Linked DNA regions of Ovis aries: region 1 is linked to region 2. Evidence: chromatin contacts called from public Hi-C data. All regions are on one chromosome and are shown on one strand. The core of a region is the stretch at or near the end of the contact, and the rest is flanking DNA. Distances in the headings are between cores, read along the strand shown. Region 1 overlaps CSF2RB (colony stimulating factor 2 receptor subunit beta). Region 2 holds the start of NCF4 (neutrophil cytosolic factor 4).

Region 1 (6,397 bases), core at 3,383-5,882, 90 kb before region 2:
GCAGGGCTGTGCCAGGAGGGGTGAGGCAGGGCGTGGCAGACCTACCCCAGTCGGTGTCCCAAGACCTTGCCTCACTCCACTCGCTCCAGATCCCATTGTAGTTCCCCGGGTCGGGTTTTACTCTCACTCTGGCCTGGTACCGGCTGGCTGGCTCCAGAGGCGGCAGTGACATGGTGTGGGCATTCTGGAAGTCCTCTGTCTTGGTGTCCTGCAGGGGCAGGTGTGTGAGCAGGAGTCTTGAGGTCTGGGGTGCGTGGGCACAGCTACGAAACCCTCCCACCTCAGCACCCCAACCTTCCTGCTACCCATCAGTTTCCAGCTTGCAGTCACATCCGCAGATCTGAGCAGCATCACTCTCACCACGGAGGACTGCACTCCAGAGGGACAGGACCAGGGAGCACCTCTTGTACTGAACTCCTGGCACACATGACAACATCGGGGTGCAGAAACCCTGAGGAGCCATCATGCCCCGCTCACCCTCCCAGCTCACCTTGGGGCAGCCTGAACCCCAGATATGGTCTCCCTTGGAGTGTGGTGCAGGGTGACCGAAACCTGGACCATAAAACAGATGTTCAGGAGCCCAAGGACCACTCCCAGCTCCACCACTAACCCACTTCCTCCTGGCTTCAGTTTCCCCATTTCTAGCCGAAAATTCTGGGGCTGGCTCTGAGGTTTCTGGTCTGCCCTCTGTGGAGTCCCAGGTTCTGTCCACAGGCCCCAGTGGCTGCCTGAGGGCCGGGGCAAGATACTGAGCCCTGGGCTGAGGCCCTGCTGGCCTCCCCAGGAGCTGCTCTGCTCTTAGCAACTGCACATTTGCATCCTGGATGAGATTCTTATGAAGAAGTGTCCCCTTATTGTGACTTTTGAAAACCCATCCTCCAGCTGCCTCTCAGCTCTCCCCCTCCTGATGTCTATGCCCCCTTTGCAACTCAGGGTCATGTGTACATTTTGGCCAAGTTCACATCATCTCTGTGAGTCTCAGTTCCTTCACCAAAGGAAGAGACAATGAGACTGCTCATTGGAGTGACCGCCAAGTCCCAGTGGCTCTGTGAGGCTGGTCATGTGCTGGGAGCCAGGCATCCGGCAGGTGACATTTTCCCAAGTGTTGTCTCACTGCCCTTTCCTCCCCTCCAGGCCCCTCCCTGGGCACAGGCTCTCACCTCCCATGAGGCTCCTTCTTTCTTGTACTGGACCTGGAAGATGCAAGCTATGTGTGAGTAGCTCATTTTTTCTTCTTTCCAGTGCAGGATGTAGCCATCTCTGCCCTTGGTCACGTTGAGGGTTGGGGGAGCCATCTGGACTGGAGGGAGGAAAACTTTTAAGGCCTATTGTTTCTAATATTCCTCCAGTGGAACATTTCTTGTGTTCCGTGCTCATCATAGGTGCTCTCTCCATTAACCCAGGACCCCAGATCCCACCCATCTTAGGGTCTTTGCACCCCGGTTTCACCATGTCATCTATTTTGACCTGAAATGCCCTTCTCTTGGGAGATGTTAACATACACTTGTTTTGTGGTGAGGTGACCAAAAGTATGGGTTACCCCTAGTATTTAAATAGAAATAAATGTACTGTTTATGTATTCTAACCTAGAGTATTGACACTGTTCTAAGCATTATTATACATGCTAAATTTATATGAATAATTTCACTCAGTTATAACAACTGGATGTAGTAAGTACTCTGAATCTGTCCACTTTTCAGACAATTGAGCCCCACAATGATTAGGTAACTTTCCAAGGACAGGCAGCTATCAAGTGGTAGAGACAAAGATTGCATGGAAGATCCCAAACAATAAGTAGCAGATTTAAACCCAGGTAACTAAGACAAATCAGCTGCTGTCCCTGACACACACTAGAGATTGGGAAGAAGAACTTGATTATTGAGAAACAATGCAGGAGTTTCCTCTGCATGAGGTCCTCGCTATGTAACAGGAACTGGGGAGCTTAGCCTGCAAGGAACCACAGTCCATTTGCATACCCCCTGGTATGGCAGCCCACTCCAGTACTCTTGCCTGGAAAATCCCAGGGACGGAGGAGCCTGGAAGGCTGCAGTCCATGGGGTCGCTGAGGGTTGGACACGACTGAGTGACTTCACTTTCACCTTTCACTTTCATGCATTGGAGAAGGAAATGGCAACCCACTCCAGTGTTCTTGCCTAGAGAATCCTAGGGACGGGGGAGCCTGGCAGGCTGCCGTCTATGAGGTCGCACAGAGTTGGACATGACTGAAGTGACTTAGCAGCATCAGTACCCAACATAAGAAGTAAATCACAGATGAAATCACAGATGAATTATTATTAACTCTGAAAATATCAATCTGGGGAGGACTTTGGAAACTTAAAAAAGAAAAATCCAATCTGGGAAAGAAAAGGAAAAATCGGTGGGAAGACCAGGAGGTCATGGGCAGAAGTAGGAACTTTTGAGCAACTGAGGAGTTGGAGGGGAAAATAAAGTGAAAGTGTTAGTAGCTCAGTCGTGTCTGACTCTTTGTGACCCCATGGACTATAGCCCACCAGGCTTCTCTGTCCATGGAATTCTCCTGGCAAGAACACTGGAGTTAGTAGCCATTCCATTCTCCGGAGCATCTTCCCAACACAGGGACTGAACCGGGGTTTCCTGCTTTGCAGGCAGATTCTTTACCATCTGAGCCACCAGGGCAGATAGAGCTAAAAGACTGAGATCAAAGGTGTTTTAATACTGATATTCTTGAGGAATATCAGTTGCATCTTCCTTCATGTTATTTGTCATTGTTGCATTATTGCTTCTTGAGAACTTCCAGGATAGACTGGAATCATTTTTGTTCCATCTGGCTCCCTGGGGTATTTCATTGAAATTGACACACATGAAGTCTGGACCATGAGGAACGGAACAGTGCTGTTGGGAGATGCTCCACACAGAAGGCTAGGGGCAAACTCACTGTTGTCTGAGCTCTTTATAAGTTTCTCTTCCATCTTTGGTCGAACAGAGACGATGTACTGGCTGTAGTTCCTGGGGTCAGGCACAGGAATCTGGCATCGGTGCCGGATGTAGGGACTGCCAGTCTCCTTCTGCACAGGAGAACATTCTTCCTCCCTGAGGATCACGGCAGAGGTCAGGGCAGGGGGAGGCAGGGCTATGTGAGGGGTGAGACCGCAGGGCTTCTGGTGGGCTCCAGGGGCAGGAGGAGGCCTGGAGAGGGTGAGGCTTAGAGGAGGGGAGGGGACAGAGGCAGGGAACACTCACCGTGCATCAGGGCCGGTCTTGTAGAAGAGGGTGAAGGAGACAGAGCGGGTTACCTCGGACCTCACTTCCCAGGTGCAAGTAAGCAGGGCGGCCCCGTCAAAGAAGCACTGGAGGTTCTGAGGCTGGGCCTTATCCCCTGGGAGGGAGAACAAACCCTCCTTCAGTCCTCATTCGTTCATTCCTAGCCTTCAGTGGGCTCAGCATGAGACTCGTCACAGAGAGATTGTGGGGCTAAAAACATCAGGGGTTAAACTCAGCCTGACCTGCCAGCCGTGTGACCTCAGGTCAGAGGGTGAATTCTGTGAAACTTCACACCCCTGTGCAAAGTGGGGAGGACCTCTCAGCCTCGGGGTTTGGGGATTTATTAAATAACACCGTCGTGTTGGTGTGTCCACATGTCGTGCAGCCCTCATGAAAACACAGCTGCCCATATGCCATTGTGATTAAATTGTAATTATTCCTCCACAGAACGTGGACAGCAAACTGGGGCCTGGGGGTGAGTCAGATGCAGCCTCTGCCTCTGCAGAGTCACAGTAGGGATGGGGTGGGTCCAAGGAAGCCACGCTGAACACAGAGCACCCGAGGATCCTCTTGTGTGGACAGTGGACTCCTGTCCTGGAGCTGTAATGAGCTCCCCTCTCCAAAGGGAGCATTGTCCCAACTCTGTCACCTGGCTGGGAGTTCCAGGAAACCTCCTGGCTCCACTGGCTGGGTCGTCCTGAGAGCCCCGAGCCTGGGGCCAGCCTGGTGCACACTCGGGCCACGTAGGTGCTGCTGGGCAGGAGGTACTTTAGCTCCAAGATGGCCTGGGGGGACGTGGAGTGGATGGTGTGGGCATCCTGGAGGGGAGAGGGGCTGTTTGAGCAGGGCCGGCTAGGCCGCGTACCTGTGGGTTTGGGGCACAGTTGGTGGGCTCCCTACCTCCCAGGAGTCCTGAAGTCGCTTGTAGGCCACCTCAAACTCCAGGCTGGATAGCCAGTGGCTCTGGAAACCCTCATGGGCTATCCTCCAGGACAGCAGGAGACTCTCCCCGGTAGTCGTGACGCTGAGGTCCTTGGGTGTGGGGGGCTGCACTGGAGGGACAGGAAGGAAAGGGTCCCTAAGGGGCTGGATGACTGTGCGGGAGGTGAAGGTCCTCTGTGGCCCATGTGTGGATAGGCCTGGGTCCCAGGCCAGGCACTGCTCCCACTGGCTGAGTGACCTTGGACAGACCCCTCTTCTCCATGGACCTCAGACTGCCTTCTGCTAAATCGTGGGGATTCAGCGTGAAAATGAATGAAGCTGTGCAGATTCCTAGGCCTCAGAACATAAACTCCATAAAAGGTGCTCAAATTAAACTCCAGAGGGAGCTAGCTTCCTTCTGTCCCCACGGTCCATGAGGTGGCCTGCGTGGCCACCAGCAGAGGGCACTGTGACTCCTGTAACTCCCTCTTCAGGCCACACTTAACTAGTTCCTCTGCCCAGGGTCATCCTGCACCTCTCAGTACCCAGCAGATGTGTATCCTTCTCTGGAAACTTCTTGGGTCCTCTCCCCAAGGCAGAATCCCTTGTTCCTTTTCCTGGCCCACCACACCCTTTGTATGGTCCTTACAACCCTGGAGGATTAGATGTTTCCACATCTGCCTCCCCAAGTAGGCCAGGCACTTGTGGACACTCCAGGGTTCTCTGTCCTCACAGGGGACTACGCTTGGCCAGGGACCCCAGGCCTTACCATGCTGACTCAGATTAACGGTGAGCTCAGTGACCAGAGGCTGGTCCGGTTGGAATGAGAAGTAGTCATAGTCGGCAAGGACAAAGTTTCGGTAAGGAATAACACATTTTCTGGGTACACAGCCAGGACAAGGGCTGTTTAACCAGGGCTTGTCGTCACTAAGATTGCAGGACACTCGCTGTGGATGGTCCCTGCCAGGAGAGGATAAGGTTAGCCGAGAGAGAAGAATCACTCACTCACAAATATTAACGGGTGGTTCCTACGTGTAAGGCTTTGTTTAGTACCAGGGAGCCTGGCAGGAAACAAAACACATGCAAATCCCTGTCTACAGTGCAGACGTCCTAATAGAGGCAGACATACACAAAGCAATGAAAGAATGATGTCACATGTCAAATGGAGAAAAGCGTACATAGACAAGTCAGGAAGGAAAGGGGTGTGAGCAGGTCAGAAGGGCTGGCCTGGGGATACAATTTGAAGTAAAAGAGGCAGGGAAGACCTCTTGGAGAAGGTGACATCTGAGCAGAAACTTGAAGATCAGGGAGGGAACCATGCCAAATCTGGGGAAAGAGGATTTCAAGGAAAAGGAACAGCAAGTGCAAAGGTCCTGGGGTAGGCATAGGTTTGGGATGTTGTGTGACTAGGCAATTAACAGTGCATGCAGAGTAGAGATGTGAGGGTGGGAGGTCCAGGAGCCTAGCAGAGTGAGGTTACAGAAGGTCAGTGCTTAAAAGGAACGTAAGGAATTTTGAATTCACTGGAAGTGAGGAAAATTGAGAGTTATGAGCAAAGGAGTGCTGTTTTGACACACATTTTGAAAGGATTTCTGTGGCTGCTGAGCTGTGGATAGATTGACTTGGGTTGCTGGGGGTTGGGGGCGGCAATACTGGAAGCAGAGGGACAAGTTAGGAGGCTTCTGGACTATCTCAGTGATAAGAAGTGGTCTGAATCAGGTGTTAGCCAGATTCACTTTCTATTTGAAGATGAAGTAGATCACATTTGCTGATGGATTGGACGTTGCGGTGAAGAAGGAAAGGAGGGAAAGGAGACTGGAATGCAAAAAATAAAAGACTGCCCCCATTTGTCTGGCTTGAGCCCCTGGAAGCTCCCCTTTGGTGAGCTGAGATGGGAATCTAGCAAAGGGGCTGTCTTTGGGAGGCAGAGCAGGAACTTGTTTAGGACACTTGAAGTTAAAGACTATAAGGGACAATGTGGACAGGCAAGTGCACCTGTGGTTCTGGAACTTGGGGAAAGGTCCAGGCTGGAGAGAGCATGTCTGGGTCAGAACCATAGTCTGGGGCTGGATCTCTGCCACTGGATCCAGATGCAAGAAAAGGGAGGTCCAAGAGCCCTGGGACCTCGTCCCCTTCAGAGTAGGGAACAGACTAGGAGACAGAAAAGGGCAGGCCAGGGGGACGTGGGGAAGGGCCCGGGTGCTGGCCAGGGTCAGGGAGGGAGGTGCCATGGTGC
Region 2 (7,418 bases), core at 1,583-4,082:
GACGGACTACAGTCCTCGGGGTTGCAAAGAGTCGGACATGACTTAGCAACTAAACAACAACAAAAGCAACCACTATGGGCCACGTGGGAACAGCCTGGCTGCCTGCGGGGCGGGGCCAGAGAGCTGAACCAAGAAGTTGTTGCACTGGGCAAAAGCAGGGGTGCAAAAAAAATGGGCAGCAAGTCCCCCTAGAAGAGTTGCCCCCTGGAGACCTCAGCCAGAACCCCTCTGAACTGAAGTCCACTCAGGGCCCATAGACTGATATTGTTCATGAAAAGTCCATGTGGGAGGCCTGGACAGGAGGGGCTGGGTGACGGGTGGAAAGACCCTGGGGAAGCAGCTAGTTCAGGGTTCCTGCCTCCTACACACAGTAGGCGCTCAAAACATGCTTGTGGAAAGCACACTCAATGCCTCCACAGCGGTCCTTTCCACCTTCAGGTGCCTCAGGCCTTTGAAAGTCCTACCGGAAATCTGCTGCCCTCGCATTACATCCTCCACTTCGGCCTCAGGCATCCAGACCTCACGTTTAAATAGGCATCCAGGTGAAGGGAGACTGAGAGACCCCAGGCATGGCTCCGTAGCCCCATGAAAGAGGGGGGAAGGGCGCCCTTCCTCCATAAAGGGGCAAGCACAGCTTAGAGGGGGCCAGGACTAGGAGAGAGGGGTCTGCTCTGGGCATCATCTCTCTGACCTACATGCCCTGAGAAACAGGAGGTGCCACCAGCCTCAAACAGCAGGTATTTCCTGAAGGTTCAGGTTTACATGCCACGCCCAGTCTCCACTGAGGACTTGGGGGCTGGAAGAGCTGGAATCTGTGGGGGGACCTGAGGACACAGGGCTTGGTTCCTGCCTCCCTGAACCTCACCCCAGCCCCCAGCACCACCCTCTGTGTCTCTGGAAGACCATTCTTTTTCTTTTTTTGGCTGTGGGATCTTAGATCTCTGAGCAGAGATCAAACCCATACACCCTGCAGTGGAAGTACAGAGTCTTAAGCACTGAACTGCTAGGAAAATCCCTGGAAGGGCGTTCCTGAATCACCCTCCAAGCATTTGCATTTGATACCCCTCCTGCAACACAGAGGGCTGTGTGTGCCTGCACATACCTTCCTTCTGACATTTGACATTCAGGAATTCCATCCCGGCCCCCACTTCTAGCTGCAGAGTCCACCAGGGGCCCTCTGCTGCCCACTTTGGCCAGACCAGCCTGACCCGTCTCCGGTGACCCTCTGAGCCACTTCCGTGCTTTTACCACACTCTTTCTGATGTCATCTGCGGCTCTGATCCAGAAAGGCAGGAACCAAGCCCTATGTCCTCAGGTCCCCTCACAGCTCAGAGCACAGGCTGACCTACCGAGGAAACTCAGAGACTGACTCCTGAGAAACGAGGCGAGGCCCTGGCAAGGCTATGCTCGGAGCCCCAGCCTTGCCACTCACTCCATGTGACCCTGAGTGAATATTTTATTCTCCTTGGGGCTCAGTTTTCTCATCCATACAATGACAGGATTGGTCCAGAATGATCTAAAGACATTTTCCAGCTCAAAGATCCATCCATCCATCTGTTATTCATTCATTCACTCACTCACTCAGCAGCATTTACTAAGCACTTAGTACTGGCATTGTTCAAATCCTGGGATATTTGCTGTTCACTTCCTAAGTCATGTCGACTCTTTGTGACCCCATGGACTGCAGCACACCAGACTGCCCTGTCCTCCACTATCTCCCAGAGTTTGCTCTAGTTCATGTCCATTGAGTCGGTGATGCTATTGAACCATCTCATCCTCTGTCACTCCTTTCTTCTCCTGCCCTTAATTTTTCCCTGCATCAGGGGCTTTTCCAGTCAGCTCTTCGCATTAGATGGCCAAAATAGTGGATTCAGCTTCAGCATCAGTCCTTCTAGTGAATATTTAGGGTTGATTTCCTCTAGGATTGACTGTTTTGATCTCCTTGCTGTCCAAGGGACTCCCAAGAGAGTCTTCTGAGCACCACAATGAAAAAGCATCAATTCTTCAGCACTCAGCACTTTTTACGGTCCAGCTCTTAAATCTGTGCATGACTACTGAAAAAACCATAGTTTTGACTAGACGGACCTGGGATATAGCAATGATCAAAAGAGATAAATACCCTACGGGACTTCCTTCTAACTGCAGAGCCAGCGACAAAGAAAACAGATGAGTGTGTATAGACTATTGTGCCAGAGAAGTAAGGACTACACAGAAGAAGGAAACAGGGCAAGTGTTTGGAGGGGTCTGTTAAGGAAGGTTTCTTGAAGGAGTTGACATCTGAGCCAAGCCCTGGAAAACAGCCAGATTCTGTGCCTCCATCTGAACAGAAGATGAAAACCCATTATTGAGTAGTGTGGAGTAGCGAGGCCCAGCCTGGGCCCCAGACACCTGAGTTCCCGTTCAGACTCCACCACCCACTTCTGCGTGACCCTGGGAAAGTCACTCCCCCTCTCTGAGCCTCAGTGTCTTCATCCGTGCCTGAGGGAAGTGAGCCACTGCTAGGAGTTTCCTTTAAGAAGTTCTCAGAGTATATTTCTGAGTATTTGGGGTCTGACTCAACTCCAGCCTCTCAACTTTTGACATTGATGAGCGGCTGCAGGAGAGTGGGCCTCTGCCCTGCAAGGCCTGCCGGGAACAGTGAGGATCCCCGGGCGGGCAGCACCCCTGCACTCACCTCTCAGCCCGAAGCTGCTGCGCCCTGGCCATGGCTGTCCGTCCAGGGCAGGGGTGGCGGAGGGTCTCACGACCGGGCCCAGGCCGAGGTCACCTCTCACTTCCCTCCAGCTAGCCTCGTCTCGGCTGTGGTCCCAGGAGTCCCCAGGAGCTGCCTCTGGGGAGGCCCCCAGCCAAGCCTCTTTCGGCTCTAGAAGAGGCTCCTCCTCCAGGCCCTCTGGGGCTGGCCTGTGGCCCATACTTCCTCTTCCCCACTTTGCAGATGTACCACAACTGGGGAAGTACACACTCTCTGACACTGGGTGTGTGGGATACATTGACTGAGGTGGGGGGGCATTGGGGACTTCCTCGATGTCAGTTCTTGGTGCCAGATCTTGGCTGGGTATCAGAGACCTGCTCTCCATCAGAGACTGGGCCTCAGTGTTGACTCAGCCACCACAGGGGACTTATATCCTTGGGGAGTTACTTCACATCCACTGACTCATCACACCCAGCCTGCACCCCCTCACTGTTGAGACTTTACCCAACCTATTCCCTAGGCTGGGAGTGCGGGCCTCCACCTCACCTTCCTTCCCAAAGTCCTCTCTCAGATGCCACTTCTTCCAGGAAGCCTTCCTGGTGCCCCCAACAAAGTTAGTGCTCACAGGCACTTGTGTCATATTAGAATGTGAGGGTTGGTTTATCCTTCTCTATTCTCCCTTTCCTGGAATTCTGGTCTGTGCTTCTCTCGTGCCTAGATCCCCAAGCCTACTTGAGCCTGGCACAGCCATTTCTCCCCACAGGGCTGCCAACCAGAGTGAGCGTCACATTACAAATCTGAGCACACTCTTCCCTGCTTAAACTTTAACTGCTTCACCTGCTCTAGGAGAAAGTCCACACTTCTAGTCCTGTCTGCCTCCAAAGTTCTGAATAACCTACTGGCTTCCCCAGCCCCCTCTCCCGGGCTGTTTCCTTCGCACACTGGCCTCTAGTCCATTTCTAGAATGTTCCAAGATGTCTTCCCCTCTTAGCCTTCATGCAGGCTGTTTCTGCTGGAATGCTCTTCCCTGTCTCCTTTAGGGCTCTTCTTGGAGGTCACGTCTTCCGGGAGACCTTCCAGGAACCTGAACTCTAAATATGTCACCCTCTCTCGGCTGTTCTCTCTCAGATCCCTGTACTTTTGCTTTAGAGCATTGAGAACTATTGTAACTCCATATTTGTTTGTATTTTTATATGTCTGACAACTGTCTTCCCAGCGAGTGCAGTGCCTAGCACGTTGCAAGTGCTCACCCAATATTCAGGGAATTAACATGATTTTCTGGCCCCTCTAATTTGTATGGCTATAGAATTCTGAAGGGAGCTCTCCCAAGAGAGCCACACACACTTGTCACACACACACAAACATACACACACACACACACACACACACTCACATTCACATTCACTCATGCATCATAGATGCAAAGTAGCAAGCAGCAGCAAGAGGATATGGATGATGGGGAAGACATGCCTTCTGGCATCACAGAATGGGCCCTTCTGGCCCTCTGTCCCAAACCCAAGCTGAATTAGGACCCACAGGGCTGGACGAGGCTCTGCAGGGACAGAGCCAGCCCGGTGGAGCCTGGAATCAGGATCTCCCACTGTAGTTCTTTTGTTGTTTTCCAGACACAGAGACTGGGGAGAAGAGTCATTCTAGGATCCCAAGGGCTGTCTGGCTTACAAATGAAGGGCAGCTGGAAGCCTCAAGCCCTTCCTGTGAACCTCGTCCCCACTCTACCCAGCCACCTCAAGGGACCTTCTGCCCCAAATAGAGTTCAGGGCAGAGCCCAAATCCCCAGGAGACAATATGCTCTGGGCCCAGCACTACAGCCTTGACCCAGTGAGGATCTGCCTCCCTTCCTGCAGCCTGGCCAGGGTCAAGGGCTCTTCAGAAACCAAGATTCTTTATGGACTCCTTGGGAAGCAGGAACAACATTGGCAGACAGAAGAGAAGACAAGAAAGGAGAAAAACGGAGGGATGTACCCAATCAACTATTTATCAAGCAGGGCATTTGGAATACAGAGATAAACATGGCAGGGTGAACACAAGTCAAAATTTCCCATCCTACTCCAGGCATATAAAAGCTGCAAGACAATATATTTTTAAGTGTTTTAAACATATCAAGTTGAGCTCAAAAGCAAGAAAGTCTAATTTTCAGATTCTAAGAAAAGGGAACCTATACCAGTGAGAGGCACCCCACACCCAGTGGGAAAACCATGGGTAGAAATGGGCTCATAGGGCTAAGATCTTAATGCCTAATTGAGGACTGAAAGTGTGAAAGTGTTAGTCACTCAGTTGTGTCCGACTCTTTGTGACCCCATGGACTATAGCCTGCCAGGCTCCTCTGGCCATGAAATTCTCCAAGCAAAAATCCTGGAGTGGGTTGCCATTTGCTTCTCCAGGAGTTTTTCCCAATTCAGGCATCAAACCCAGTTCTGCATTGCAGGCAGATTCTTTACTGTCTGAGCCATCAGGGACTAGCCACCAGTCTGAGACTAGGTTCAGGCTTTAAGTCCTGCTCTGCTGGCAGGAAATGAAATCTGCACTCCCAGTTTGAAGCTGGGTGTCAGAACTGATTAAAGGAATAGAACATCAGCCTGGGATCACTGTAGGAGTTGAGATGCTCTCCCAGGACATGGGCAAAATGAGAGATACATATACAAGTTCAGAGCCTCAAACCTAAAATGTGCACTGGTGTCAGACCCAGATCTAAGCTACCCACGCAGTAGAGACATCCCAAGCTGAAGCATTAACATCAAAATACTTTGGATGCCATGAGCTTGCAAGGCAATAACAGAACTTCCCTGTAGACTCACAGACCAAAATTGCAAATTGTGGAAAGAACCTCTCCACTATGAAAAGTAGCTTATAGACTCAGCGTACCGGAGAATTCACACCCAAAGAACTAGAAATAATACAGACAATGACTCTGTCCCAGGCATGGTGACTCAGGGTTCCCCAGCTGGAGGATGAAACTAAACGAGCAGCAACAGGACAGGGTTACGTGTGGCAGGTGTCTGTGCGTTCCAAGAGGTGCAAGCACCTAGCTGTGGCTGGGGACCACGAGGACACTGGCCGGCAGCTGGTCAGGAAAAACAGAAGTGACAATCATTTTAGCGAGAAAGTATGACCCAGCATTGGCATGTGATTGTATCATCATATGCGCTTAGTTGAAAACATATATATAAACGTGTTTATAAACATATATGAGTCTGTGTAGACAAGTGTGAGGGTATTTATATTGTATACATATTAAGAATATGCAATATGTACAGTAGTGACATTGTAAGTTTGAGAGAATATATTTATTTATTATTGAAGCATAATTTATTTACAATATTGTGCTAGTTTCTGGTATAGAAAGTTATCCAGATATATTATATATATATATGTAAATATCCATATATATGTATTCTTTTTCAAGCTTTTTGCAATATAGATTATTACAAGGTATTGAATACAGTTTCCTGTGTTATACAGTAGGTCTTTGTTCTTGAACTGATTTATATACAGCAGTGTGAAAAATTCTGAAAGAGATGGGAATACCAGACCACCTGACCTGTCTCTTGAGAAACCTGTATGCAGGTCAGGAAGCAACAGTTAGAACTGGACATGGAACAACAGACTGGTTCCAAATAGGAAAAGGAGTCCGTCAAGGCTGTATATTGTCACCCTGCTTATTTAACTTATATGCAGAGTACATCATGAGTAACGCTGGACTGGAAGAAGCACAAGCTGGAATCAAGATTGCTGGGAGAAATATCAATAACCTCAGATATGCAGATGACACCACCCTTATGACAGAAAGTGAAGAGGAACTAAAAACCTCTTGATGAAAGTGAAAGTGGAGAGTGAAAAAGTTGGCTTAAAGCTCAGCATTCAGAAAACGAAGATCATGGCATCTGGTCCCATCACTTCATGGGAAATAGATGGGGAAACAGTGGAAACAGCATCAGACTTTATTTTCTGGGGCTCCAAAATCACTGCAGATGGTGATTGCAGCCATGAAATTAAAAGACACTTATTCCTTGGAAGAAAAGTTATGACCAACCTAGATAGCATATTGAAAAGCAGAGACATTACTTTGCTGACTAAGGTCCGTCTAGTCAAGGCTATGGTTTTTCCAGTGGTCATGTATGGATATGAGAGTTGGACTGTGAAGAAAGCTGAGCACCAAAGAACTGATGTTTTTGAACTGTGGTGTTGGAGAAGACTCTTGAGAGTCCCTTGGACTGCAAAGAGATCCAACCAGTCCATTGTGAAGGAGATCAGCCCTGGGATTTCTTTGGAGGGAATGATGTTGAAGCTGAAACTCCAGTACTTTAGCCACCTCATGCGAAGAGTTGACTCATTGGAAGAGACTCTGATGCTGGGAGAGATTGGGGGCAGGAGGAGAAGGGAACGACAGAGGATGAGATGGCTGGATGGCATCACGGACTCAATGGACGTGAGCCTGAGTGAACTCCAGGAGTTGGTGATGGACAGGGAGGCCTGGCGTGCTGCGATTCATGGGATCGCAGAGTTGGACACGCCTGAGCGACTGAACTGAACTGAACTGAGTGTATATCTGTTGGGCTTCCCAGCTGGTACTAGTGGTAAGGAATCCACCTGCCAGTACAGGAGACATAAGACACTAGGGTTTGATCCCTGAGTTGGGAAGATCCCCTGGAGGAAGGCAAGGACACCACTCTAGTATTCTTGCCTGGAGAATCCCACAGACAGAGCA

Evidence for each region. A called contact is a pair of places that touch in the nucleus more often than the background predicts.
Region 1: a Hi-C map of liver shows a contact between it and region 2, with 5 times the contacts expected there. The contact joins the enhancer-like site here to the promoter of NCF4 in region 2. A contact is called at or near these places in 9 of 16 Hi-C or Micro-C datasets (blood, hypothalamus, liver and 3 more).

The regions. Positions count from the first base shown.
Region 1 is chr3:180,980,471-180,986,867 of ARS-UI_Ramb_v3.0, reverse strand. It overlaps CSF2RB (colony stimulating factor 2 receptor subunit beta), which reads right to left. Exons shown (of 14, transcript XM_042247245.1): 4 at 4,931-5,121; 5 at 4,141-4,292; 6 at 3,890-4,058; 7 at 3,220-3,355; 8 at 2,915-3,069; 9 at 1,161-1,300; 10 at 46-208. Among named protein-coding and RNA genes, the nearest start is that of CSF2RB, 15 kb to the right of the region's middle. Within about 2 kb of position 4,632, at least 3 of the 54 cell types and tissues checked have an H3K27ac peak or open chromatin away from gene starts, as enhancers often do. A contact at or near this core is called in liver, where this site is marked.
Region 2 is chr3:180,888,013-180,895,430 of ARS-UI_Ramb_v3.0, reverse strand. It overlaps NCF4 (neutrophil cytosolic factor 4), which reads right to left and starts at 2,832. Exons shown (of 10, transcript XM_042247241.2): 1 at 2,675-2,832. The coding sequence starts at 2,706.